Linked DNA regions of Sus scrofa: region 1 is linked to region 2. The links are chromatin contacts, called in public Hi-C maps. All regions are on one chromosome and are shown on one strand. The core of a region is the stretch at or near the end of the contact, and the rest is flanking DNA. Distances in the headings are between cores, read along the strand shown.

Region 1 (6,088 bases), core at 1,278-3,777, 250 kb before region 2:
AACTGAAAGGAAAATTGGGGTGGGTAGGTCTATTGACTATTCCAGAACAATGAGACATTTTTTGCAGATCTAAGACTAAATGAGAAACCAAAAGTCAGGCCAGCAAAAACCATCCATACAAATATGAGACAATCAGAGTCTGGAAACAACTGCAGAACTAAGGGCAAAGATGTTAGGATGCCATTAGGTCTTTGCTCTCCTGCTGTAATTTCATTTCCTGCCCGAGAACGTTATGATATACTTGTGTGGCATAAGGTTTATATTTGGCTTGTAGGTATGAGATTGTGGAGAGTCTGGTGCTCAGACGTGAATGCTCTGCTCTCTTTATTACAGCAGTGAATAAATGGTAATCTTAAAAAAATGTTATAAAATATCAGTGCTGCCTAAGAGCCATCTTATTTCCATGTCCTCTAAGAAAAGGCTCAACTCTTCACTGAAGTTTTTTTTTTTTTTTTTTTTTGGCTGCGCCCACAGCTTGTGAAAGTTCCTGGGCCAGGGATCAAATCTGTGCCACAGAAGTGACCTGAGCGAAAGTAGTGACAACACCGGATCCTTAACCTGCTGAGCCACCAGGGAACTCCTTTACTGCCATTTTTAGAAGCACTTCCCAAGCTGACTTCTCCCTGTCTCTCAAGCATCTCCTCACATCTACCCCTTCACTAAGTTCTAGGCATATGAACTTTATTCGGTTCTTTAAATATCTTTACACTCTCACTTCCAGGCCTTTGCATATGCCAGCCCTGCCACTTTATTTGGCTAACTTTCATTTGTCCAGATTAAGTATCACTCTTCTTACCTACAACTGCAACCATGTTCCCTAACAAACTGGAGTTCTAGCCCCTCCCCCTGAACTCCTCACAGCACCACCCGATTGTCCCCTTTTACAACCTTCCCAACATTTTAGAGCAGTCACATGCTCAATGCTGCCTTTTTGTGCCAGGCTATGTGCCCTGGGTCTCTCTTGTTTGCCTCAGAGTCACCAGTACCTAGTATGGTGCCTGAAACATAGTGGGTGCTCAATAAATATTTTTAAATAAATTGATTCATTTAATCTTTAAAATACTTTTGCCCCAGATACGACTGGTTCAGGAGTCAGAGGCTTGCTTCAAGAGCCATATCCCTGGAGTTCCCGTCGTGGCGCAGCGGTTAACGAATCCAACTAGGAACCATGAGGTTGCAGGTTCGATCTCTGGTCTCCCTCAGTGGGTTAAGGATCGTCGTTGCCGTGAACCATGGTGTAGGTCGCAGACGCGGCTCGGATCCTACAACTGTGGCTGTGGCGTAGGCCGGTAGCTACAGCTCCGATTAGATCCCTAACCTGGGAACCTCTATATGCTGTGGGTTCAGCCCTAGAAAAGACCAAAAAAAAAAAAAAAAAAAGGCCACATACAGCATAATCAATGTATAAGTTCTTCTCACATCAGGAACAGGATGGGACAGTGCTGTGTCCACAGGTGAGGAGATGACCAGGACCAACCACAAGAAGTGAGCAGGTGGCAGCCAGTGACGAGCCTGGGGACCCAAGACAGATACCCCACTCACGTTACCTGATGCCACATGGAGTGAGCTTGAAAAACTAGGGAAGCATTTTCTAGAAAACAAAAATGTCAGTATGAAAACTTTAATCTTTTCACAAACAGTAGACTGAAAGTAGGTTCTCAAAAGGCAGTGGGAAAAGGCAGGTGGTCTGAGGGGTGGATTTCCTGCCAGAGAGCAGCCCACAGAGACTCTAGCTGCTTCACTTTGTTGCTGCTTCAAGGTCAGGCCATTGACTTGAAGATGCTGTTCAGGCAAAGCTGGTAACATATGCCTCAAGACTTAAGTGCTAACATTAGCAACTGCCTGATGACACCAGAATTATCTGAAGTAAGATGGCTAGATGTTTAAATGAAAAGATCCCAGGGAGTTCCCATCGTGGCACAGTGGTTAACAAATCCAACTAGGAACCATGAGGTTGTGGGTTCGATCCCTGGCCTTGCTCAGTGGGTTAAGGATCGGCATTGCTGTGAACTGTGGTGTAGGTCACAGATGTGGCTCGGATCCTACACTGCTGTGGCTCTGACATAGGCCGGCGGCTACAGCTCTGATTCAATCCTAGCCTGGGAACTTCCATATGCCATGGGTGCGGCCCTAGAAAAGGCAAAAAGACAAAAAAGAAAAAAGAAAGATCCCACATTAATGTGTCCACCGGGGAGGCAAGCCCTGACAGGAAAAGGCAAGCTATCTGTGACCTAGACGGATCACTGGGTCAACACCTGCCCTCACAGAGCTGATAAAGGGATTCACTGTGACTACTGGTTACTCAGAGAAACACATTTCCCTAGGAATGTGAGGGGAACAAGAAACAGCAAACATTCCTGCTGAGGGAATAGCCCTGTCATCAGTGTGTAATACCATGCCCCTCCCTGGGCAGGGGTCTTCTGTGAAGCTTTAAGAAGGTAGAAGTCCCTTGTATGCTTCAGAGATCCATGTTGAAGGGCTAGGCCCAAAGAGAGCCTGCCAGTGTGCCTTCTGGCAGGCCAGGACGCCCCACTGCCTCACCACCACCAGGTGGCTCCCATCCCATCTGCTGATAACTGAAATCCCACTGGTAAAGAGTTTTTCAATGAGAAGCGTTGACAACCTGAGAACTCAAAGCTACTGTCAGCCTGGCCAATGATTTCAGGATGAATGTTGTGGCTTTCTAATGATTAAGGAGCCATGCCAGTTTCATCACTGACATGCTTTTATTCAGTAATGTAGATATTCCAGATTTGTGGTGGTTTTTTTTTTTTTTTTTTTTTTTTTTTTTGCTTTTTAGGGCCGCACCTGCAGCATATGGAAGTTCCCAGGCTAGGGGTGGAATCAGAGCTGCAGCTTCCAGCTTATACCACAGCCACAGCAACATGGGATCAGAGTCACCTCTGCGACCTACACCACAGCTCATGGCAACACCGAATCCTTAACCCACTCTGCGAGGCCAGGGATCAAACCCACATCCTCATGGATCCCAGTTGGGTTTGTTTCTGCTGTACCACAACAGGAACTCCTCATATTCCAGATCTTAAGGTTGCACTTTTCTATTTTTCATTTTCATTTCAACGGGAAGCAGATGGGACCGGTGCATGCTTATTTTTCCTGAGTGCGGGGAAAGCCACTCACCTCTGAGCCCTGTTAGAATGCACGTCCTCCCAGAAGAGCAGCCTTCTTGTGTGGGAAGGGCATGTTGGCACTGCGAGCTGGGGGTCTGAAAATAGCAGAATGAGACTGGGGGACCTAGTGTGTAGATTAGGGGGAGGAGAGTCAGTGGGGAGGGGAGTGGGGCAACTCTGCCCTCTCTGAACTCTGCCTGAGGCCAGCTGTGCTCAGAGCATACCAGGCCTCAGGGCCCGGCACAGAGGAATGGCGCCCAGGCGGACAGGACCGCTGGCCTTGGCACTCCAAGCAGCTGTCAGGCCCATGGTGCCCCACTGGGCCTCCAAGAGCTGCCCTGAAAGCGAAAGGGGAATCTTTGCCCTGCTAAGGAGGAAAGTCCCCTGTAGGAGAAGGGAAAGTATTTCCTCAACCCAGAGCCCAGGGGCAGAATCTGGGGAAGAGGCCAGAGGAGCCTTGCTCAGCAGAAGCCATCCTCCAGGGAGCTCTCCTCGGGAGATTCCCCAGGGGGCCCCTCAGGGGGTGTCTCCTCAGTGGAGATTCTGGGGTGAGCTGGGCACTTCTGGAAGGGTGCTGAGGGGAGCTCTTCTCAGGGGGAGCAGTCCTGAGGGGGCACTCTCCACAGGGAACTTTCTTTTCCCTCTACCCTCCCTGTCCTGTGGGTTCTGGCAGCTTCTCGGAGCCTCATCTGTTTCTGCTTCCTCTCAGGACAGGATCCCACACCATCATTTACTCCTCACTGAAAATGCAGTCACACACATCCCCCTCAGCAGGCCAAGTGCAATTTATGGAGAAGCCTGGTGCCCTTGAGGAATTTCAGCAAGTGTGCGAGGAACAGGGCAGGGACTGTCTCAGAGCCCTTTTCCTTGTACTTGCTCAAGCCATGCTATGCTTGTGGCTGGTCCTGGAGTGTGGCATCTCTTTAGGGCTCCTAGAGAGGCTGGGGACGGATAACCAGCCCTCTCTTCTGCCTGCTGTCCTGAGATGTGGGAGCACCTGGCTTGGGGCTCTGCACAATGAACTGTTATAACTTCAGCCCAGGAATCTGAACCCCTGAGTTGTTAAGGGCTCTCAAGAGCATCCACAATAAGAGCATGCGATACAGTGAAGGTGTGGAGGGATAGCCCTGTGACTGCTCGAATATGACCAGACTTTGCAGAGTGGATAAGGAGGGCAACAGAGTGAAGAATGAGACAATTCCGGGGGTTTTTTTTGTTTGGGTTTTTTTTTTTTTTTGAGGCCACACCTGTGGCATGAGGAAGTTCCAAGGCTAGTGATGGAACCCATGCCACAGCAATGACCTGAGTCACAGTGTGACAATACCAGATCTTTAACCTACTGAGCCACCAGGGAACTCGTTTCCCACAATTTATATTGCTAAAAACCAGTGTGTACTTAGAAAAGAAGTACCAATTTTTAACCACAGCTAAAGCAAAATTGCCAAAAGTCATTGTTATAGCCTAACGCAAACAGCTTTTGGGTTAACCATGTCACTACAGAGGTAGCATTAGGTAACTGAGGTCACACCCATGGAAGTTCCTGGGCCAGGGATTAAATCTGAGCTGTGGCAGAGACCTACGCTGCATCTGCAGGAAAGCCAGATCTTTAACGCACTGCGCACAGCCAGAAATCGAACCCACACCTCCATAGTGACCTGAGTTGCTGCAGTCAGACTATTAACCCACTGTGCCACAGTGGGAACTCCAATTCTGAATTTTTGTTGGCATTAATGAGCATATAAAATCACTTAGAACTTTCAGAAAATTGATCAGTCCCCTTCAGAAGCTACCATGTCTTTCTCTTCAACTTTATTTTTGGATTGTTTATTTGATTTTCAGTTCAGAGGACCAGGAGAATGTAAGATGTGCTCTTCATCTAGCCTCCATTTCTTCAGTAATTTTCTACAGGGAACATCTATCAAGCCAGGCACTGGATTAGGCACTGGGATTAGAAGGATGAAAAATAGTATAGCTGGCCTAGAAAACTCACCATCCAGTTGAAGTGCACGCACCTTTATTTCCCAAGTCTCATCAGCCTTGGGGATAAACAAGGGCAAGTGACAAGTGTAGCGGTATTTGACGTAGACCACCCAGACCAATAGTTAACATCTAAGCCCTACTCTATCTCCAGGAGGCAAAACCCCCTGCAACTACAGTTGGTCCCTGTCTTGCCTGGTTCATCACCTCCCACAGTTACCTCCTGAGCCCTGCTGCCCTGCTCCCGCTGCTGCTGCACAGAGAGCTTTGGGGGGCACCCTAACCAGTTTCTGTTGAATCTTTCCGTCATGTCCTTTGAGATTTCCAGGCTCTCAGATCCTGTTGCTCCAGAATCCCTTTTTATCTGGCTGTCACATTTCCACGGTATGTGGAAGACAGCAACTATGATTTTTCTGATCATCTAGTTATCTGAAGCAATTTCAGTCAAAATGCACGTGATATCAGACCTTTTCCTGTTTTGCAAGCAAACTGAGAGAATCGCTGACTGAGACAGAAGAGGAGGGGAGATTCCTGGGGGGTTGGGAGACCAGAAGGGAGAAGAGAAGAGCCAAGGTCAAACTCCCTCACTTCACGGTCTGACCAGGACTGGCCCTGCTGGGCTGCAGCAGACAAATAAAGGCTCCGGGCATCTACCTCTTGTTAGACTGTGGAGAGCTCCTAAGGTGGGTATAGAGGTCTTAATGATTTAGGTCACACAGAACTTGCATCTCCTTTAAAAAAAAAAAAAAAAGAACAAGGCATTCAAAGACCGAATATTATGTGCCATCAAACATCAGAACATGACATTTTTCTCTGCTAGATTGGCTCTGCATCTATCCATTCATTAAACAAATATTTGTTGATCTACTCTATATGAGGACTGAGAAAGGTTAAGGAAACAGCTCATTCTCTCAAAATGCTTAATTCCTAGCCAGAGGGGCGACTGGAAGAATTTTTTCCCCCTCACTATTCCCACCCTT
Region 2 (5,426 bases), core at 1,283-3,782:
TGGCGGGATGGCAGGAGAGGATGCTAGTGAGACGGAGAGCGTGTGGATCTCAAATGGGTCTTGGGCACGGAGCAAGGGCAGGTGAGCCTGATCGTGGAAGTGACAGTGTCACTGCACGAGCTCACGCGGAGGAGTGACACATCAGGTTTGCATTTTAGTAAGCTCCCCCTGGGAGCAGTGTTTGAAATGAATTGAAAGGGAGGCAGGCACAGAGTCGGGAGAACTATTTGAAATTGATTGAAGGGACCCAGGAGAGAGAAGAATGAAGGCCTGGATTAAGGCAGTGCCCAGAAGGGCTCAGAGAAAGACAGGCATTCCGTGTTGGATGTAGCCTTCAGGATTTGGAGACTGACTAGGTGTATGTGGGGGTGAATGAACAGAAGAAGAGAATCAAGGATGAATGGCAGGTTTCTGGCATTGGTGGATAGTGGGGACATTCACTAAATGAGGTAATATAAAAGGAAGGTCTGAAGGGGAAGATGAGTTCCATTTTGAATAAGCTGGGCTGGAATTGAGTTCGGAGTATTGGTAAGTTATCCAGGGTTGTCTATCCAAGAGGCTTCAGGACTTCCAAATGGGATCTCTGCCAGAGTTATAAATGAGAAGTCATCAACTTATAGCATCTAATGATGCCCAAGGATGGACCCCTGAGATACACCGCCATTTATCAGGGGACAGCAGAAGAGGAACCTGAGAAGGAGAACAGAAGGAGTGGCCTAGAAATAGGAGGAGGACCGGGGTGTGGTGGTATCATAGCAACCAAAGGCCGGGAGAGCATCAAGAGGGCGAGAGAGCCAACAGACTCAACTAGTGCAAAGAGGCCAATTAAGATAAAAGTGGGGAGCTATCCTTTGGGTTTAACAATACAGGGCAATTACAGGAAAGCAGTGAGAAAAGTTCGACTGCAATGAGAGAGTGGACACATGAAATCCAGGTTACGCTTTCGAGAGCTTTGATGTAAGGGGAAAGAGGGAAGATAAGAACAGATGGCAAGAGGTGCTGTGAAGCTTGGCTTTGTTCTGTTCTGGCTTGAAGATGGTAGGGACTTGAGCACGTTTACATTCTAGAGGGAAAAGAGCCAGTGGAGAGAAAGAAGAGGAAGATTAGAAGAGAAAGATGTGACTGACATCTTGAATGAACTTTTTACCTCCTGATTGGAAGGCTCCTTCATGTTACCTGCCCCCGATCAACACCTACTAATCCTTCCCCCACCGACTTAACTGCTGCTTTCTCAGTGACTTAGTCTCTTCATACCTGTCTAACATCCATCACCAGGCAAAAGTGGTGAGTGTCTTGTTCTCAGCATCAGCACAGTGCCTGGCACATGGAACATGCTCAAATATTCACTGAATCACAGTGTAATTGCCCTCCCGAGAAGGGCCAGCTCTATGTCTTGACAAAATCCAGGTCAGATATAATAGGCTCTCAGTTCTCACTTCTCAAAGGGTTTCCCGCCACCTCTATTCGACAACCCCAGGTTGGGTTAGTTTAGGGCTACGTCATAGGACTGTGAAGCATGTGGCTCATGCGAAGGCAGAAAAGTTGAGAGATATTTCCTTGGCAGAATTTACCTTGCGTTGTCTTTGCTCTCTTGCTTCCTTAGCTATGACTGAGCCAAAGCAGAGGTCCTGGCTATTTGAGTCTTTTAAAATCTCATTCTAGAGAATTCTCTGTGATTAATTAATAGGCAAGGTTATAAAGCTGTTAGGGTGCGGAATTAGTTGTCGTAATACGGTCTTTGTTACTAATTCCCAGCTTGTATTTGGATACGGATGTAATTAGAAAGTAGATCCTCGAAGGAGATATGGACCCCATCACACTAACATTTCTGGAGAGAACACGCCATTTGTCGACGCACCCCGGTGCCTCAACAAGGCCTGGCGCATAGCACGCAGCTCAGCAAATGCCTGAGGAATAAGTGCGTCTTCAATGGAGTTGAAACCAGTGGTGCCAGGGGTTCATTTATTCTGGGATGCACTTGTGTCCGGTTCCCTAACCCTGCTTTCATTTCTTGGCAGGAACCACCCCTCCCACATGGCCATACCTGGCACCGTCAGTTGCCCAAGTGTGGGTGGGGGTTGGAGGGGGTGGTAGTTGGTACTCCCCCCCAACATCCTCTACCTTCTTCTAAAGTCAGTGTTTCTATGGAAATATCAGAAGGGGGTGCTCCTTGTGATGTGTTTGGCTGTGGGAGGAAGCAAGTGACAAACTAAACCTTGTGATGAAGGGCTCTCATTACGGTTTTGGCTCTGCCTTCCAAGCCTTGTATTTTGAGCACTGGGCACTTCCTCGGATTGATTCAAAATGCCAGACCTTAATGGTTTTGATTGTCCTTAATGCTAATCCAGATAGGGGGAGAGGCAGATGGTGGGAATGGCGACTGTGGGATCCAGAGCAAACACTGCCCTCCCGGGAGAGGTCATTCAGAAGCACTGGAGCTGACAGTTTCTAGCTGTGGGCCAGTTCAGCACCGCGCCGCATGAAGGGCACACTTTGTCACCCTTTGATGGCAGATTGCTCTAAGTGGAGCAGCCTCCTCCCCATTTAGGTAGTCATGCCCTCTGGCAGTCCCTTCCCGCTACAGGTTAGAGTCTTTGTGGCAGAAAATCTACCTCCTCTGTACTGGCCCCATCTCCCCATCCTCTCTCCATCACCCTAGCAACGGGGACCCGTGGGTGCCTCGGACTCTTACCTCCCAGTTCTCTGCTTCCCATGACGGTGATAGGAAGCCAGAGCCTCCTAAGTAATCATTCGACTCTCAGCTGAATGTCACCTTGCCCCGAGGCAGAGAGATCAGAGATTTAAGGCTGAGACTTGGGCTCTGGAAGAACTCGGCCAAGCCTTCACCCTGCTGAGGAATCAGCAGGTCCAGCCCTGCTTTCTGCCTGGTCTCCTGGGGAAACGTTGCCTGTGGTTTTCCTAACCTTCTCAGTAGCATTCTAGCTGATATTTATTCTTTGCTGGAACTCAGCATGTGCGCTAGGCACTGTTTAATGCTTCATTAGGCATTATCTCTTCATGACTCTAGAAATTATTATCTGTATTTGATGGACAAGGAAACTAACGATTAGAGAGGATGAGAAACTTGTCCAAAGTCCGTCATGGTAAGTGGAAGAGCCAGAACTTGAACCCAGCTCTCTTTGAGACACAGCAGGTGCTGAATCCCTATTCTGTACACTAGCAGCGTGAGGGAAGGCCAGAATTCTTACCCACCGGTCTCTATAGCACCAGCCTCCTTGAGCATAGCTTTCAAACATATTCAGATAAGGCCTGGGAGAACTACTGGAGTCGAGCGGGGCCTTGGAGAGTAGGGTCAGGTAGGATGTGGAGAGGATGTGAGAAAGAATGAAAAATCTAGCCCACTTTTTCAAAACAAAAACCATACAAAGAAAAGAAAATAAACCAAAAACAAACTTAGGGTGGAGAATCTAAATGAGATCAGAGAAAATCCAGGCAACAAACCCCTGTCGCTCCTTTTGCCAGCCCTGTTCTGAGCCACCAGCCCAAGGCTCAGTGCCAGCCTTTATTCTGGGTAACACGATGGCAAGCACCTCTGGGTTCCTGTGTGTGCAAATCACTCATGCAATTGATCCATTCTTTGGTTTCCATGGATGACCTATGAACAAAGTGCTGCACAGAGGAAGAAGATGCCCAAGACATAGGCCCTCTCCTCCAGGAGTTGATAATGCAGGGCCCAGGTTTAGATTCTTTGACTTCCAACACGGATGTTCTGCAAGGTGCAGAAGGCATCAGCAGTGCCAGAAACGGAATTCGGGCGACACGAGGTTGGCACATGGACCTCCAAACCTGTTATCTTCATGTCTAAGCCTCCTGTCATCCCACGACTCCTGTAGCTGAACCTCTGAAGAAGAAACTGCTTACGTCATTACAATTTTCCTATAAAAGCACAGCTCCTTATTCGCCTCAGATTTTTCAGAACCGCCCTGATTTCCAAATATCCTGTCATCAATAAATGTAGCCAGAAGAGTACATTTAGCAGTTGATGTCGTTTAAAGCATCTAGAGACCGTAAATCCCTGTCCTTCTACTGGTAACTCCAGATGCTGCTTCCTGGAGCCTGTGGTGTGTGCGGCCCCCTCCCCTTTGCTTCCCCGGCTGTGTGGCCAGGAACCACTCGGGAGCCCTAGTGCGTGCTCTCCTGTCTGTGTGCGGAGAGCGCTTCCCTGTGGATTGCAGCTGCCAAGGGCTTCAGCATGCTTTTTATAGTAGCCCAGACGTTGCCCATGTGGTTGCAGTCCATCGATCGGGTTTAATTCAGATCAGCAAACTGGTCAAGCACAGGTGCTGGGCACTGCAGGGGCTATAGAAACAAAGGACACCATCAGACATCCGCAAGTCACTGTGATGACAGAGACGCTTAAAAGGGAGTGAAAGAGGTCTAAACAAAGGCGTGTGTGAGAAGAGGATAGAAAGAGGCAAAAAACTGTGCCTGAGGCAAGGTAGGAAGGCCAGTGTGCTGGGGAACGAGACCAGCAGGACCCAGAGGCAACAGGGAGAGAAGCGGGGGAGGGACTGAGTGGGCTGGTTCCCCGGGGGGGCGGCGCAAGACCAATGTGGAAATTCGGGAAGGGATGGTGCTTCTTCCATGTACATGCTGCTGCTGCTGCTGCTGGGTGTGTGTGTGTGTGTGTGTCAGAAGCAGCAGAGGGAATAACTCAGTTAAAAATTCAGGACTGGCAACAGAGTTGGGAACGAGGGTTGAATTATAGATATCTTTTCTGGGGAGAGAAGATTAAAGGAGAGGTTTTCTTTTTTGTTTTGTTTTTCTTCCTGGCTGTTAGTTTTAAGTAGGTCATCTGAACCTCGGGTGGGTGGAAATTGCTGGGCGAGGGGGAGTCAGGCTGGGAGAGGCCAGCCAGGCGCGGGCTCCTCCCCGGCGCCCTTTCCTTTGCTCCTCACGTGTGATTTAAGGGGCCCACTGCTGTTGGGCTCCGTTATTTTTGCATATATTTGCCTGTAACAATAAATCCCAGAAGCGTGTATAATTGATGAGTACAAATAAGCTGGAGACTAATTATTCTCTTTATGTCCCTCCTTTTTGTTGCAGCACCCACATTGCCTTCCAGGATCTGCTCGTCGGCCCCTTTCCTCTATTTCCTATTCATCCTCCCCTTCCTGATGCTCCTCCTTCTGCTCCTCTCCCTCCTCTGCCTGTACCGCAAGGCCAAGAAGGTGTCCGCTCTGCGTCTAAATGCACAGAAAGAAAAGGCCCTCTGGGTGCCCTTGAAAGGGGCTGGAGGCAGGACCCCACACGGGATGGCAGAGGATGAAGCCTGTTAAATCCCGAGAGATGCCGGCAGCCCCACGGAAAGTGTGCGGGCTCTGGAATGGGACTGACCAGCCTGTGAGCGCCCTCTGGCTCTGTCCTTCTTGGAGCCTGTGGCCTGAGGCAAGTGACCCAGGGCT

The links. A called contact is a pair of places that touch in the nucleus more often than the background predicts.
Region 1: a contact with region 2 is called in a Hi-C map of omental adipose tissue, with 2.2 times the contacts expected there. A contact is called at or near these places in 15 of 47 Hi-C or Micro-C datasets (brain, embryonic fibroblasts, fetal heart ventricle and 10 more).

Annotation. Positions count from the first base shown.
Region 1 is chr4:103,947,165-103,953,252 of Sscrofa11.1, reverse strand. No RefSeq gene overlaps it. Among named protein-coding and RNA genes, the nearest start is that of CD2, 27 kb to the left of the region's middle.
Region 2 is chr4:103,696,802-103,702,227 of Sscrofa11.1, reverse strand. It overlaps CD101 (immunoglobulin superfamily member 2), which reads left to right. Exons shown (of 9, transcript XM_001927700.6): 9 at 5,068-5,426. The coding sequence ends at 5,300. LOC110260337 (a long non-coding RNA gene) reads right to left here. Exons shown (of 2, transcript XR_002343470.1): 2 at 3,471-4,320. Among named protein-coding and RNA genes, the nearest start is that of TTF2, 23 kb to the right of the region's middle.